Regions from separate parts of the Rattus norvegicus genome. Here region 2 is linked to region 1. Evidence: chromatin contacts called from public Hi-C data. All regions are on one chromosome and are shown on one strand. The core of a region is the stretch at or near the end of the contact, and the rest is flanking DNA. Distances in the headings are between cores, read along the strand shown.

Region 1 (3,346 bases), core at 392-2,891:
ACTTAAATTGATGAGCACATGATGTGGACCAGCCTGGTTCTCAGATGCCCACCTGCTTTTTTACGAGTGGTAATGAGAGAATAAATGAGCAGAAGAAGGTTCCTGAGGACAGGGCTTATCCGGAAATGCTAATCTTGTTGATGACATGGCTCTTCGCGGAAATAAGGCCCTGGAGTACTGAGGGAACGGAGAGGAAAGAAAGCAGATGTCTCTGGGATCCAGTGGGGATCTCATTAAAGCTAAGAGAGCTTTCTGCAGTAGACTGTGGAGTTCTATGGCTTAGAGAAGGAAAGGGACCGCTGTGCCTCTGCACTGGGATGCTCACGAGCCTTCTCAATTTTGATTCCTCCCCTTATAAGCTGAAGCTAGCATTCAAGTGGAAATTCTGAAGACTCCAATTGCTACTGAGAAATGCTTCCAAAGGCAGGAGAGCCAATATCTATAGATTCAGACATAAAATGTGTTTGAATCATTAGCTCTGTGCTAATTGAGAAATTTAAAACAACACAATTAATTCCCTCAGTTTATGGAGCTAAACAGTCTGTCCTCCGCCTGCTGGTTCAGCAGCTCTCAGGCTGGCTGCACCCAGATGTACCCGCAGAACGTTTATGAACTGTAGACTCCTGACCTGACCTTTAGCACAGTGGTTCTCAACCTTCCTAATGCTATTGACCCTTTAATACAGTTCCTCGTGGTGAGGTGACCCTCCCCAACCATAATATTATTTCCACTGCTACTTCATAGTTGCGATTTTGCTGCAGTCATGAATTGTAACGTAAATATCTTTTTGGAGACAGAAGTTTGCCAAAGGGCTGGCGACCCCCACAGTTAAGAACCCCTGCTTTAGCCTGTGCCTCCAGAGACCTGGGTGTGAATCGAGCACTAAGCTACTACCATGCTGCTTAAAGAGTCGTCTCAGAGCACCAGAGCTGAAATGCAGGGAGAAGGAAACAGCATACAGACCCTCCGTGGAGGGGGCATGGGGTGTTCTAGAACGAAGCAGTGTGGTAGGAGACATCTGCTCTGGCAGGAGGTAGAACAAAGTACAGAGCAGGGGCTGGGGGACGCTTATGAAGCTACAGACCTGGAGCTAGGAAAGGCTGAGGCGGGGCTTGGCAGGCTCAGCACCGCCGAGGCCTAGGCACTGAAGTGCTGGTGTTTCATTCAGTGCCCAACTGGAGATCGCATCCAATTCTCATGCCTTTAAAGGTTCTATAACTCCTGAACGCCTATGAAGCACAAGGATAGACAAGTACCGGGGTGCAACAAATTCACCCCAGAGCTCCAGTGTTCGGAAACGAGACCCAAACTCGCCTAGATCTGCGCTTGCCCACTAGCCCCTCCCCAGTCCGGGGAGACAGATGCGTCCGGAGAGAGCCTTCATGCTAACTAACACAGTTCAATCTGCCCCTTGGGGGAACTGTGCTTAATCTGCAGTTTTATTACCAGCTCTGTCCCTAGTGAAGAGGATGGCTCATGGATTTAGGAGGAAAGAGTCCTCAAAACCACACGGGGTCCTCTGGCTTCCAGAGCTACGTTTTGTCCCCTTTGCTGATGATCCTCAGCGGTGTCATTAAGGGAGGCCGCTGAGATTGCAGCTGGTAGACATTATTGTCTGTCCCTCCCTTTCAGCTGGTCCCTAGTGGCTCTCTGACTGCCTCCCTCCCTCCCTCCCTTCAGCTCTCACTGGTTTGATGTTCAGGCGCCTCTATGCCCTCGTGTCAGCAGGCCCGCAGGGGCACTCTGGCTCTCACCCCGTGTTCTTATATCCTGAGAGGAAAGACGAATGTGGAGGGACATGATTACAGTCGGTCTCTCGGACATCTCTAGCTTACTTTATCTCATCACCCTCCAGGGTGGCCAAGAAGTTCCTTAGCAGGCCTCCTGGAACCTCTCTTCCTCTTTCCTGCCTGTCTCCAGACTGCAGCCTGAAGGGAAAGTCAGACATCCACAAGACCATGCACCCCATCCACCTCCGGTGGTTTATTCAGGCTGAAGGGCAGACTCTCACAGCCCTCCACTTCCGAGCTACAGTCTTGCCACTGAGAATTGGTATAATAAACACCTCCTACTTTGTGGTAGACATTTATATTCTTCCAGGCTAATCCTTGCTGTGGAACTGGAAACCGAAAACATTAATAAAATCTTTTGTCTCCCTCAAAGGCAACCTTTAAACTTCTTGTCTTTCTGCAAAACTCCATTTTTTATGTCCAAAATCAGATCTTGACTTTATTTATTTATTCATTCATTTATTTTTGGCTTGCACGTTTGAAGACATAGTCAGGAAAAAGAGAAAAGCACATTGCTTTCTCCAAATCACGGCCATCATTGCTCCTGTGGGAAGCTATCCAGATATTTGGATGAGATAGATGTAACTTGCTATTATCAGAGGAGAATAGAGAGCAGGAAGGAAGGAAGCATATGAGGAAATACTTCCCAAGCAGGACCTCCAGGATTGGCCAATGCACCTGACAACAGTGGACAGGAAGGTAACACGTAAGAATTAGGAACACATGATGGACTTCTTTCTGGAGTGGGGACTCCTGGGGCAGAAACAGGCTAATGTGAAGAAATCAAGCTCTCTGTTTTAAAACAACTTAAAATTCCAGCAAAAGCCAGGCTTGGTGGCCGCGCCTTTAATCTCAGCACTTGGGAGGCAGAGAGAGTTGGAATTCTGTGAGTTCAAGAGCAGCCTGATCAACCAAGTGCATTCCAGGTCAATCAAAGCTATATACAGTGAAACGCTATTTAAAAAAACAATTGCAACAAAATTAAAATAAATTATGTACACACATGAAATTGTCAAATAACAAAAATAACCAATAAAAAGAAAACTAAATTTTTTTTTAAAAAATTCCTTGTAGAGAGACAAGCAGATGGAAAGATGGTATTTGGGAGCCAGCTACACACAGATGGTGGCTTAATGTTGGGCAGACAGAGTGAAGACAGCCTCTCCCTGGCGATAAACAGTGCACCAGGGGCCAAAGTCTCCGTGGGTCAAAGGAGAAAAAACAAATCTCAACCAGACTCCAGGTAGACAAGGAAAACTCTTGGGTGTCACAGAACGTTTAAAATCCAGGAACAGCCACCGTGAATTTAGCCTTAATCGGAGGGAGAGAATAGACAGGTATTTAGAACTAAATCATCGATCGCTATTCTTTGAGTTTTTATTTCAGAGAAAGTTGCCATGTTTATTGGGAACAGTTATAGGAAAAAACACCCGCAAGGCAGGAAACCGGCAAGAAACAACGGGCACTCTAGGGGTTGGGGATTTAGCTCAGTGGTAGAGCGCTTGCCTAGCAAGTGCAAGGCCCTGGGTTCGGTCCCCAGCTCCGAAAAAAAGAAA
Region 2 (3,346 bases), core at 628-3,127, 350 kb before region 1:
TCAGTCCGATTTCTGGAGAAGATATCCTGCAGATGACTTGATATGGGATATCCCCTGAGGGACCCTCTCCATCTAATAATCTACCAGAGGTCTACTTTACTATGAAATATGAAGTCAGTATGTTTACAAACATATCCTCCCCTTAAAAACCTCACATTTCAATGTCAACCACCTCCAATTGTGGAGTATTCTCATTTTTAACGTAAAACTATAATTTCTCAAAACCACACCCAAGGAAAATGATTAGGTGCTAGAAGTTTTACTACAAAGGACCAGAGCAAAAGGCATCTGTTTTCCTGCTCCTTTCTGCACTCTTCCCCTCCCCCCACTCTCCATCCTGCAAGCCATTTGCAAGGTCTTGGCTGTTAAAACTTTCTACTGCAGTCTCAATACTCTAGATTCGGGATAGGAGAAAACAAACAAACAAAACCGATTTTTGTCCTTTTAACAATGACGGGCCTAAATTTATGCACAGTCCTTAAGAAAACTCAAAAGTCACAAGCCCTTTAAATGACAGATGTATTACGGAAAAATTTCCCCACAGAGTTTCTGATGCTGTGAAGTATCAACTCCCTGAAACCACAGAAAGGAAATGACTTACATTCTTGGAAAATGAAGCCACTAGCAGCTTTCTCCAAAAGCATTCTCTAATCCCCAAACTACACACTGTGGCAACAGGGGGTATTTCATGCAAAAGCTAAAAGTAGATGCTTCGAAAACCGGTAAAAAACAAAACAAAACAAAACAAAAACACATCACTTGGTCCAAAGAAAGGAGGGAATCATGTGTGGAAAATCTGGCAAGGTATACACTTTTCCTTCCACGTTCACACGTGCCGAGAACCCTTGCACAAGTTTTCCTTCCCCACTGTGGGCACTACACAGCTCCCGGGGGGCAATGCTAGCAAAACATACTGGCTGCTTATATAAATAAATAAACAAATCCCCAAAAGGTGTAAGAGGGCCACTGAGGCAGTATTTCTTCCGACACTAGCCACAAAACTGTACGGTCTGAAAATTGTGCCAGCTTTTATTTCAACTTTAAATGTGCTTGTTTTGACAGCTTTCCATCTATTCCTTGCCTTTAAGAAAGCGCTCCACCATTAGGCTAAGCCATGCCAGAACTCCAAGTGTTGTTTAAATCCTGTAGACTTCACATGGGTGGCCCCGATCTGTTCACATCCCGGCTTTCCCGGAGGGAAGGCTAGTGGTCTCCTTTACCTGGTCGTGATAAGTTCCTCCAGAAACCAAAATTCTGCAGGCCGCACCCCGGACTCGTGTGTCCCCGAGGCTCCCCTCAGGGGTTTCCCACACTAGGCATTGGCGGGGATACGGGACAGCCGCGCTGGGGTGCCTTCCCAAGCTGGCTGCCCGGCCTGCGTGCACAACAGGCAATACCGCACATCGCTCGGGTGCACGGGACTCACGGCTGGTCCCAGTTAGTCACAGACGGGGCACTACAGACAGGCGCCCCTCGAGCCAGAGTCCTGGGCGCAGAAACGCAGAGCCCGGGCCCTTAGCTCCGCGCCTCCCCCGCGGTCGCGGCTGCCTGGGGGCCCCGGCCTCCCGCCCCAGCGTGGGCGAGCTCCAACTCGCGGAGAGGCGACCTGCCCGCCCGGTGCCCGACGCCCAGAGCCCCGTGAGAAAGAAGAAAGACGCCGAGAGCCGCAAAGCCCGGAATCGCACTTTAGACCAGCAGGGGGCACAGCGGCGGCCAGGGCGCGCCGTCCCAGAAAGGGGGCCAGCAGGCCGGCGCCTGCACCCGCGCGTACCTCCAAAGTCGCCAGAGCCAGGCGTCCGACTCAGAATCGGCGTCTGCTACAGCGGCGCCGAGCCTACTCGCAGCTCCCAGCTCTCCCGCTGCCGCCAGACCCACACTGCAGCTGCCCCGCCCCCCGCCCACGCCTTCCGCTCCGCCCCCTCGAGTTCACGCCCACGGCCCGCCCGAGACACGCCCTCCCTGCCCGAGGCCCCGCCCCACCTCGAGTTGGAGGCGGAGACCAAGCAGCGGAAGAAGCAGAGAGCTGGGGCGGGGGGGGGGGGATCGCGGCTGCACGTGGAGCGCTGCTCTCCCTGTCCCGCCCCGCCCCGCCCCGGACCCAACCAAGAGACCTGCGGAGGGGTGAAGAGACCCAGGGACCGGAGAACGCGAAGGAAGTGTTCACTCCTCTAGGCATCGGATAACCGAGCCGGGCTCAACTGGGTTATATAAAGTGGACTCTGCTTTGCATGCCTTTCCTGTGGCACCGAGGCCGGGGGGAGGGCAATAGACTGTCGACTCTCCCTTCCGTCTAAAAGATTCTCTTCTCCGCTATTGCCCTCTACACACCCTAGTCCCCTGACGCTCCCTCACCGGCCTAGACGGGTTACCTGGGAATGGTTGTTTTACCTGAGCCACCGCTTGATAATTCAAAACTGGGGCGGCCTCTGCGAAGAGAGGCGGTCCCTAGTACTGGAGACTTCGTGACTCCTCTGTCCCCTCCCGTCCGGCACCCACTTCGCCCTCACAGTTTTATCCTGCATGTGGGCTGTGAGTGTCGCCCAAGCCCATCCGCCCCCGCTCAGTCTGTCTCCCCAGGTTGAAATAGCCTCTGCCTGTGGCCCTCAAAATGATGTTTACCCTTGGTGAAGGTGGCCTTCGTTGCGGTGAGCAGTGCAAAAGACAGCCTAAATGATTTCATTATTCCCAAAGACCCCAGCAGAATGGAGGTCTCATTGCTCCTTTTGGTAGACAGGTGAAGAAGTCCTTTTTGTTCTGCTCCCATCTGGATCTGCTGGGATGCCTGGCATCGTAAGTAGAGGGACCCCAACTGGCACCCACAGAGCTACAAGCTTCAGGGTGTTCTGTGAACGTTGCTGCTCCAGAGAGGAGGGCCTGAGCGTCTAGCTTTCTCATTTAGGTGCAGACACCTGAGGAAGAACACTTGATATCCATAGAAGCTAGCTTTGAGATCGCTGATTGCTGTGATTAAACACCATGACCAAAAGCAAAGTGTTTATTTCAGTATACAACTTGCAGGCCACCCTGCATCGCTGAGGGAAATCAGGACAAGAACTCAGTGCAGGAACCTGGCATCCAAATTGACGGAAAGGCATGGAGAAATGTTGCTTACTGGCCAGGCTCAGCGTGCTTCTTTAAGTATGCAGGACCACCAAGCCAGGGATGGTAACTCCTCCCTTTCCTGTGAGCAGCGCCATCTGACGTCAATCATCATTTAGAAAATTAACCGAAGGCCAGTGTGGTTGGGGGCATTTTCTCAGTGGAGGTGCCCTCTTCCCAAATAATCTAGCCTTTTGTCAATCAAATTGATATAAAAACTAGCCCACCATTCTGGTGGGCCATGGTG

The links. Hi-C and Micro-C count contacts between places; a contact is called where the count stands out from the background.
Region 2: a Hi-C map of Schwann cells shows a contact between it and region 1, with 9 times the contacts expected there. The contact joins the promoter of Frmd6 here to the enhancer-like site in region 1. A contact is called at or near these places in 6 of 12 Hi-C or Micro-C datasets (the A7r5 cell line, the Rat2 cell line, Schwann cells and 3 more) and 1 of 1 datasets of contacts at active chromatin or transcription factors (oligodendrocytes).

What each region holds. Positions count from the first base shown.
Region 1 is chr6:94,731,201-94,734,546 of GRCr8, reverse strand. No RefSeq gene overlaps it. Among named protein-coding and RNA genes, the nearest start is that of Tmx1, 36 kb to the right of the region's middle. Within about 2 kb of position 1,641, at least 13 of the 93 cell types and tissues checked have an H3K27ac peak or open chromatin away from gene starts, as enhancers often do.
Region 2 is chr6:95,080,517-95,083,862 of GRCr8, reverse strand. It overlaps Frmd6 (FERM domain containing 6), which reads right to left and starts at 1,877. Exons shown (of 14, transcript NM_001399291.1): 1 at 1,772-1,877. LOC134479217 (a long non-coding RNA gene) reads left to right here and starts at 2,008. Exons shown (of 2, transcript XR_010052262.1): 1 at 2,008-2,790.